Regions from separate parts of the Mus musculus genome. Here region 1 is linked to region 2. A link is a contact called in public HiChIP or PLAC-seq data. All regions are on one chromosome and are shown on one strand. The core of a region is the stretch at or near the end of the contact, and the rest is flanking DNA. Distances in the headings are between cores, read along the strand shown. Region 1 overlaps Gpat4 (glycerol-3-phosphate acyltransferase 4). Region 2 holds the start of Nkx6-3 (NK6 homeobox 3).

Region 1 (4,587 bases), core at 468-2,967, 37 kb after region 2:
AGCACTGCTCCCCAGCCTGTGTATGAGCTCTTACCTCTCGGTTCCTGCTCTCACTGCTTCTGATGGACAACTGTTACATGTAACTGTCAACTCCTCCCCACACTGTTTTTAGTCATGGTGTTTATCACAGCAATAGCAACCCTAGCTAAGTCACTGAGCCTGTAACCCACTTTAATTCTCTCTCCCTCTCCCCTCTCTCAATGTATGTATGTATGTATGTATGCACATATGTATTCACGCAGTCATCTCTGTTCCTCTAGAGATCCCTGACTAACCCAGTCCGTATACACGTGCCACAGAGCACACAAGTGGAGGTCAGAGGACGACCACCTTCAGGGAGTCTCTCTCTCTCTGTTCACCATATGGGTTAGGGGACAGGTTATCTGGCTTGGCAGCAAACACCTTTACCCACTGAGACATCTGGTTGGCTGTCCATATTCAGGAAAGGATATACAAGTCTTCTAGGCTTTCTGCCTCCCCTAAAATTATCCAAGATGAATTAAGCACTTAAGGGGAGCCCTAGATTTGCAGCTCTGACTTCTGTTTTAAAAATGGCCATTTCTAGGGGCAGGAGAGGTGACCCAGTGCTTAAAGTACCTGACACACACGCACCAGGACCAGAATTCGGATCCCCAGAGCCCACGTGAGTGCCAGGTAGACATGGTGGCCCCTCTGAAACGTCAGCCTCAGATGTCAGGGATAGGATCTAGCCACATACTGGCTAGAAAGAGCAGGTGGACATCAAGCTCTGGTCTGACTGAGAGCCCCTGCTTCAATAAGTAAGGTAGAAGAGCAACTGAGAAAGATGAGTGTCACCAGCTTCAGGCCCCACACACACTCGTGTACCCACACAGTCAAACATCAGCTCTACATTCTTTTTTTCTTTGTTGTTTTTGTTTTTTCGAGACAAGGTTTCTCTGTGTACCTCTGGCTGTCCTGGAACTCACTCTGTAGACCAGACTGGCCTCAAACTCAGAAATCCACCTGCCTCTGCCTCCCAAGTGCTGGAACTAAAGGCGTGCGCCACCGCTGCCCAGCTTCAGCTCTACATTCTTGACATACTCCCAGCATGAGTCTACAGCAGCACCACTCCCGGCAGCCCACAGGTGGAAACAGCTCCTCAGTGGATGGATGCATACGCAATTCACCGTGCAGGCCCCACACAGAACACAGAAGTGCACGGATAATGGTTGCCATGCAGACAGGCGATGACAGCACCAAGTCAGAGAGGCCAGAGAGAAGCGTGCATGGATTGTGTATGACTCCATCCACACAAAACACTAGTTCAGACCGGTTTTGAACTAGAAATCCTCCCCAACAGTGGGACTGTAAGAGCTTCTTTTCAAGTGGTAACAAGTAGCTCTACGAGAGGCAAGAGGCGGCGGCTGTGCAACCTGAGCAAACTCAACCCACCCGGCTGGGTTTATATTCTGCTTATTTGGCCTCAATTATTTAAAAATACTTTTTAACTATGTGTGTGTGTGCATATCTGTGTCTGTGCACACAGGTGCAGGTCCCACAGAGGCCTGAAGTGACCGACAGTTATGAGTCACGGCTGTGAGTGTTGGATTTACATGTGGGTCCTCAGCAAGAAGCAGGACATGCTCTTAACCCCTGTACTCTCTCTCCAGCCCCACCTTATTCTTGTAAGGACAGTAAATACCACAGAGTTCAAAGGAGCTAAAGGAAAATGGAAACAATAAAGACTGCCGAGTGCTTGAATCCTTGGCTTGAAGCAGCAAACCAAACCACAAAAGCCTGTAAGATACCACATGAGTAAGTGCATCATATTATCATGGTATTACTCAAAGGTTGCAGTTTCAGCTGTGGAAAAGAATTCCTGAGAATTTGGTAACTATTTAAAACAGATCCTGCAACTAAAGTAGCTAGCAACTCTTTGTCTAAATATTAGTCCTGTGGCACAGATCAACTTCTAGGAGATATTGCTTCTCATCTGCTTCCATTTAACACAACCAGTTCTCTTCAGCTGTACGTTAAGTTCTGACATAGCCTCTATTTTTTTGGAAAATAATTCAAATGCTCTTTTTTTCTGTGCATTCTTTTTTTTTTTTTTCCTTTTTTCTTTTTTCCTTGAGACAGGGTTTCTCTGTGTAGCCCTGGCTGTCCTGGAACTCACTTTGTAGAACAGGCTGGCCTTGAACTCAAATCCTCCTGCCTCTGCCTCCCAAGTGCTGGGATTAAAGGCGTGTGCCACCACTGCCCGGGCTCTGTGCATTCTTTTTGCATGAATGTAAGACTCTACCTCAGATTACAGTGAGAGAGGAAAAATGAGCCCATAAGCAGCCTTATGTCCTACTACCTGTTCTGCATGTGGCAATGTCCAGTGTCTAAGCCCCACTCTGTGACACAGAAGGTAAAAGAACCATTCTTTCTGCTAATGTCCTTCTCTTCCCAGTGAGGAAACATATCACAGAAGTACAACTTACCGCAAAGATCTTTAGCAGTGTTTTCATGTAGAGCTTTCGGATACCAAAGGACACTCCAAAGATGGCAGGGACGATGATGAAAACAAGCAGCAGGGTGAAGAGGACGGTCAGGGAGATACCCAGGAGGTTGACAATCAAGCTATCAAAAGGTAGCAACAGGAACATGGTGGAGGACGCACGTCAGGCTGGTGCCCTCTTTTCCACACACAAACACGTCCTTCAGATGGTCCCTTCAGATAGCACAAGCCTTGGAAAGGCAGCCAGTCCCTCACGGGTGACAAACTCCATCTCAAAGTTCATGTCATCCAACTGCCTGAATAGAGCTCTGGCGCAGAACTGCAGAAGGGTCACAGGAGCACCCCAGAAATGCCAGGTCTCCCGGGCACAGATGACAATCTGTGGTGAGTAGGCTGGAACAGCACCTGAGTCCTGAGTGTCCGGGCAAGCGAGCGGCAAGGGGCAGCTTTCTGTTCAGCTATGTGGCTGCTTCCAAGGTTTTACTTTCCTCCTGCCCCAAAGCATTCAGCGGGTAAATTTGTCCTAAAGATCTGTATTGTCAGAAGTACCAAGAAGAGTTCGCCTTGGTGCCAGAAGAATCCTGAAACTCCAGTAGACAAGGGTAGCTGCTGGCACTTCACACCCAAGGCTGCCAAACGTCAGTATGTAGAAATTAAGTAACGTTTACTTAAAATTCCTTCATAAGCTAAAACTGAGTTCACTGTAAAGAGTTCATAGCTGGTCCCATGCTCCCTTGAGGGGGCTCCTGATGCTGGCTGACCCAGGACCCTCCTACCCAGAGAGCCCCAGCCTTTGCCAGTAGCACACAGAGGCTGGCACAGAACGTCTCATGCTGCCTGTACTGAGCACTGTTCCAAACACGCCTGGCATTGGTGTCCTCCGATATTCTTCTCCCTTAAGGCAGCCTTCTCAGCGGTGACCTGGGTTCTTGGCAAAAGGCTGTTTACATGCTGCCAGAGCTGGGGGTGGAAACAGAAACACCATTAGTCACACAAAGCAAGAGAAGCATTAATGTGCTTCCTTCCATATGTGTGACAAGGGACAGCTGGGAGCCCACAGGTTGCTTCTCTATCATCAAGGTAAAAAGGCAGCAGGCAAGCAGATACAGCGTGGGGGAAAACGGACATTCCAGTATTCCACAATGAGTGAAGCTGGCCGTGCATGCCAACTTTCTGATGATGAACATTTTGAAAGGTAAGGGTACAATATGAAATGTCAATGCCCTAACTTGTCCCATAGTTACCCAGAGTTCTTTATAACAGATGTACTGCAGGACTAACTTTGTACTCTTCCTAGTATAATTCTTGCTGACACAGGACAATCATTGGTTCTGTTCCCTCAGGACCAGGCAACAAAAGTTAAGGCATTGTTAACAAGGCACACTCTTCATTTGCTTCTTATTTTGTCTTAATTAACTTGAAGGAGAGTTCTATTGGTAAAAACAGAGCTCTCCCAATGCTTTGCAGGGACATAGTTTGCAACTGTAAGAACATATCAGGATTAAGGTAATCTGTCTCCTAAGGCTAGACAGTACAAATTTCTAGTAATTGTGTGTTAAATGCTACTACTTTACATGACTTGGTACCAACAAAATTCCTAGAAAGAGAACTGTATAGGAAAAGGAAATATACATTTAAACTTTTACAAGATAAGTATCACATTTCTTCCATAGAAACCAAGCCCTTTCAGTCCACTTCACTACACTGGCTGCTCATAAAATTCTAGAATTATTTCAAATATCTCATGAAAGTAGTCCAATATATAGTGCTTATTCCAAACTATAAGTTACCAATGCAAGTTCCTGAACTTGGGAGCATCCTATCAAAATTTTCTAGCAAAAATTTTTGCCATGTGGTGCTGGGGACAGACCCCAGGGCCTTCCTTGACTATGTTGGGCAAGTGTTCTCTAACAGAGCTACACCCAGCCACAGGGAGGGCTCTGGTTCTCCAGGAGTCATAGTCCAGCTCTGTCCCAAGCCACAGTCCAGGAAACCAAATAGGTACTGACTTCACCACCAATTCTGACCAATGCTTTATGAACCAATGTGTGCTATCTCAGGGCTGACAAAGTAGCTTAGTGGGTAAAGGCACTTGCCCTCAAGCTTAAGGCCTTGAATTGTTC
Region 2 (4,670 bases), core at 1,919-4,418:
GCACCCTCCGCCCAGTAGCGGCTCTTAGCGCCCTGCGCGGCCCGACTCCGCTTTGGCACCCTCCGCTCGGTCTGGCTTGGCTGCTTGGCACGCCGCCCCCCCGCCCTCGGCGGCATGGCTGCGCGCTCCCGTTGCTAGTAGGAGCTGTTTTAGGAGGAGTTTGGGGTCTCCACTTGATGCCTAGAGAATGCTGCAGTCTGCACCTTAGACGCTTTTTAGAAGTTTTGAAATGACCTTGATTTTTTTAATTGTTATGAAAAAAAATGAACTATGTCTTGGCTCTCTCACATGCTCTGTTACTGAGAGAGACCAGCCCACCCTACTCTGATGTATAGACCATTCTCCCTACACCAGCTAAACAAATGTCAAATTAATAAAGAAACGGACTCATGGCACTGGTCTCCATCGCTTCTTCTTGGCTCATCTTTGGGAGTTCGAGGTGCTGGGGGGAGTATAGATTGCCTGGTTTGGGGGTGGGATGGGGTCTGTTGAGTAGCATCAGAAGACACTCTGCTCCAAGAAGGGGTCCACCAATGCCCAGATCCTGGAAAGCCCCGTAATCAGTGCCATCCCAGAAAAAGCTGACCACCTGGCTATCACGACAGAAGGGGTCGGGTCGGAGGGGACCCTACAAACCAGAGAACCTGAGAACAGGCAGGCTGCTGACTTTCAGCAGGGGGCGGTGTCAGAGTTCTGCACTCACTGAGATAGCAAGTGGTCCCTGTTTGAATTAGTTTCCAACACTTTATGCAAAGCTGGGGTCCCAAATCGGTGGCGGTGTTGTTGTTTCCTCCTTTGTCAGATGAAGAATAGAGGAAACAGTTTCAGCAGCCTCTGGCATTTGTCACTTGAGGTTACCACACGATGACCCCTCATCAGCTATAGCATTAAATAAGAGTCGAATCATTTGCAGCAAATGACCTTCCTAACTTCTCATTATTACAGAATGACCAAATCTTTGTCCCTAACATTGCTGGTGCTCCCCAGCCCCACGCCAGTGTCTCATGCACTGAAAGGCCAGCAACTCGACCCTGCATTTGTATTCCCCCAGAGGGTTTTAAAAACACTTCCAGAACCACAACTGCCTTGGTTGGGTGGCAAGTCTGGGAATCTGGAATAGTTGACACATGGCCTGGTCTAACATAAACCTAACATAAACTGTTACTAACTAAAAACAACAACAAAACAAAACAAAAACCCAAAAAACAAAAACAAAAACAAAAGTTACTAACTTTTTTGTGTGTGTGGGGGGGGGGGGGGGAGTTCCTAAGTCCAGACAGCCAAAGATGAACAGAGCTACACAGAAAGGGGTGGGGGGGGGGGGCTATCAATCAAAAGTTAATAGAGACTGGAGAAAGAGAACATCTCAGAGAGTCGCTGAGAACTAAAATCAGTTGAAGGCACACTGTAAAGAGGTGATTAAAGAAAACAGAACCCATTCCTGTTGATGGCTTAGTGGCTGAAACCACTCCAAAAAGCGAAGTCCAGTCCCGAGGGTGGGAGAAGGAATTCCTGCTGCGAGCAGACTCACTCCTCGCTCAGTGGCACACCTAAGTCCTCCAGGTGGATTACAATGTGTTGGCCTGTTGATTTGGTTTTGAAAGTAAAACTTGTTATAAATTAGAAGTTGACTCCAAAATACAGCCCCTTTTTGGATGGTGGAAAAATAAAAATAAAAACAAAACAATTTTTTTCCTCAGGCCAAAGAGATGGCACCAAGAAATCTGAGTTTGGTTCCTGTCAAGGGCTCATAATTGCCTGTAACTCCAGCCTCAAGGGATTCATCATCCTTTTCTAGACTTCTTGGATGGAGAGAGAGAGAGAAAGAGAGAGAGAGAGAGAGAGAGAGAGAGAGAGAGAGAGAGAGAGAGAGAGAGCGCACACACACACACACTGAGACTCTTAATTTTAAAGGTCTTCAAAAAAATAGCCCAACCTGTAGGAAGGTCATCTTGCCCTGCGTAAAAGCTTTTCTATCTGATCCTCACCTAAATCACCCATGGCACGGAAAGTATTGCTTACATTACAGTCAAATTCTCCACAGCAAGCCAGCTTTCTCTACCTCAGACCTCTGCCTCAAACAAAGCTAACAAAGAAAAGGCTCTGTCTCTCACCTGTGAAAACACAGATCCCTCCAAACACAAGACAGTGTGTTCCCCAAAGCCCCAGTGGCCTGGTCAGGAAGAAGTCATTTAGATAGCCAATCACCTTGCACCTGCCATTTCACACTTCAGGTGACTTCAGGAAAGAATTTAGAGACTAGCCTGGCAGGCAAGCCCTGATTCCTCTGTGCCTCTGTTTCCCCGTTATCAACTGAGAGACGGTACCCACAAGAATCATCAGATTGCAAAAATTCCTCAGAAACAAAGCGAATGGTGGCGTCCTTATAGTCAGTGTAGCCCCAAGCCTCAGCCCGACTGCCCTGCTTAGGTCTCTGCCTCAGGAGCCCAGGGCTGCTCACAGGAGAGAAAGAGACTTCACCCAGGACACAGCCAGCCAGACTACTCAAGAGACCAAGAAAGGCTGGCTGGGAGAAACAGGAACCACCATTCTTCAGTGGAATGCCTTCTGACCCCCCACACCCCTGCAACTCCCAGAGCTGTTCCACGGCCCACTCCCTAAGCAAGACGTTTCCCACCCCGTGGTCTCAAGGCCAGAGACTTGCATTCCCCCAGAGAATAGTGATTGCTCAGTCTCCCCACTTACCCAGGAGAAAGGGAAGCAGCTGTATGTTACCTCAAAGCGTCACATTCATTCCGACAGGGGCAGCTTGGGACTGTGACCTCTGAGCCTCTCTCTCTCTCTCTCTCTCTCTCTCTCTGACTTCCGCAGGAGCCTCCAGTCCCTACCTCCAGGCGCCCACCTTTTCTTAGATACTGGACTTGGGTAAGCAAATGGAGCCTGTGACCAGGCTCAGGGCGCCTAGAGCTAATTCTTTCACACACGCACATGAGCACACACACATGCACACACACACACACACACACACACACACGGACTGGCTGATTTACAGTCAATCTTTCAAAGTGCAATTTGTCTAGGAGAAGCCAATGTGAGGCCCATGTGGTCTCCAACCAATGGCGACACAGCGCTTGCAGCTCAGCCAGTCTCAGGTCTGTATTCTAATGGGCCATATCTTTATCAAGGAAATGTCCCCTCTCTGAACTTAAAACTTCTGATGGAGGGCCCCCAGACTCAGAGGCAGAGAAACCGGGTGCTCTGAGTATGGAAAGCACCCCTCCTTAGGCCCAGCGGGCAGAGAGGGAAAGAGGAAGGCCGCCCACCTTCTCTGGACACCTGACTTGCCAGAGGGCTGACGTAGGTGCCCCATCTCTGAGGAAGGGCCGAGCCAGAGGGCAGTCTGAGGCTCGGGGTGGGATGGGGGGCTCTGATTCTCCAAACCTGTCATGAGGTTCTGGGCCACCATTTGAAGTGCTGGCCTTTAAGGGTTCCTGGACCACCGATTCGCTGACCTGGAGACCATGGAGTCCAACCTGCAGGGGACCTTCCTCCTGAACAACACACAGCTGGCCCAGTTCTCAGAAATGAAGGCTCCCATGTGCCAGTACTCGGTGCAGAACTCTTTCTACAAGCTCAGCCCTCCGGGACTTGGCCCCCAGCTGGCGGCTGGGACTCCCCATGGAATCACTGACATCCTGAGCAGACCGGTTGCCACCCCGAACAGCAGCCTCCTCTCTGGCTACCCCCACGTGGCAGGCTTTGGTGGACTCAGCTCCCAGGGCGTCTACTATGGCCCCCAGGTGGGGAGCTTTTCCAAGGCTGGAAATGAGTACCCGACCCGGACCCGGAACTGCTGGGCAGACACAGGCCAGGACTGGAGAGGCAGCGCTCGGCCATGCAGCAACAGTGAGTACAGGGCCTTCACCCCCAGCCCAACCTGTCCCGGGGAGAAGGCAGGAGGGGGGGGGTCTTTTAAAGGCCGGGCTGCACGCGACCTACCTAACCTCAGCCGCTATTACACAGCCCTGCCAATTCCTGGTCCCTTTTCTCAGCTCACAGCAGAACTGAACCCCACCCTTCTCCCTCCTCCCTACTTCTACCTAGCACAGGTGTCTGGACCCACAGTCACTTCTTGCCCTTCAAGGGACCTTGGGTTCTCCAGGCCCCACGATCACAGTCCATCCCACCATATGCAGCACGTAGCTTAAGTTCGCTTCTGCCCGGAGACATGGCGCCCCTTCACACAGTGAGGCACAGTGCTACCCTGGTGAAGAAAACTTAATGAATTTAGTATCGTATCCCTAAGAGCCCAATGTTATATAGGATTGTTCCAAAAACCCACTGGGGTCCCATCCAGGGCCCATCACCCACCTTCCTGTTCCCCCGTTCATGTCAGCAATGGCAGAACCAGAGCGCTAAGATGACCTTGGCCCTGACTGCTAGGGAGCGGGGCGGGGGGGGGGGGGGCTTACCCCACCCATCCCTGAGACTCAGGTTTCTGAGAACTGGAGTGGAGGGGGTGGGTATTATGCCAATCAGGGATCCAGGAAGTGCCCGGGGCATGTGCCAGTGGGGCATACTGGGAGAGAGTGGCAGTGACTTCCAGGGTTCTCCTTGAGCCACTAAAGCTCCGGGTGAGATAAACATGTGTCAGGGACAGAGGCAAAGCCCCCTCTCCTTCTGTTTAATCTCTATCTCCCACACTGCAT

Evidence for each region. HiChIP or PLAC-seq counts read pairs in DNA pulled down with a chosen protein or histone mark.
Region 1: an H3K27ac HiChIP or PLAC-seq map of embryonic stem cells shows a contact between it and region 2, with 5 read pairs. The contact joins the enhancer-like site here to the promoter of Nkx6-3 in region 2. A contact is called at or near these places in 7 of 39 promoter capture datasets (the 3T3-L1 cell line, cranial neural crest, frontonasal cranial neural crest and 4 more), 1 of 484 Hi-C or Micro-C datasets (uterus), 5 of 115 datasets of contacts at active chromatin or transcription factors (embryonic stem cells, pancreatic cancer cells and stem cell-derived neural progenitor cells) and 2 of 9 other capture datasets (adipose tissue and liver).

The regions. Positions count from the first base shown.
Region 1 is chr8:23,188,269-23,192,855 of GRCm38.p6, forward strand. It overlaps Gpat4 (glycerol-3-phosphate acyltransferase 4), which reads right to left. Exons shown (of 13, transcript NM_018743.4): 2 at 2,448-3,424. The coding sequence starts at 2,612. Among named protein-coding and RNA genes, the nearest start is that of Gpat4, 18 kb to the right of the region's middle. Within about 2 kb of position 1,718, at least 31 of the 459 cell types and tissues checked have an H3K27ac peak or open chromatin away from gene starts, as enhancers often do. A contact at or near this core is called in embryonic stem cells and pancreatic cancer cells, where this site is marked.
Region 2 is chr8:23,150,103-23,154,772 of GRCm38.p6, forward strand. It overlaps Nkx6-3 (NK6 homeobox 3), which reads left to right and starts at 3,169. Exons shown (of 3, transcript NM_029002.2): 1 at 3,169-3,867. The coding sequence starts at 3,483. It overlaps Ank1 (ankyrin 1, erythroid), which reads left to right. Exons shown (of 44, transcript NM_001110783.3): 44 at 1-395.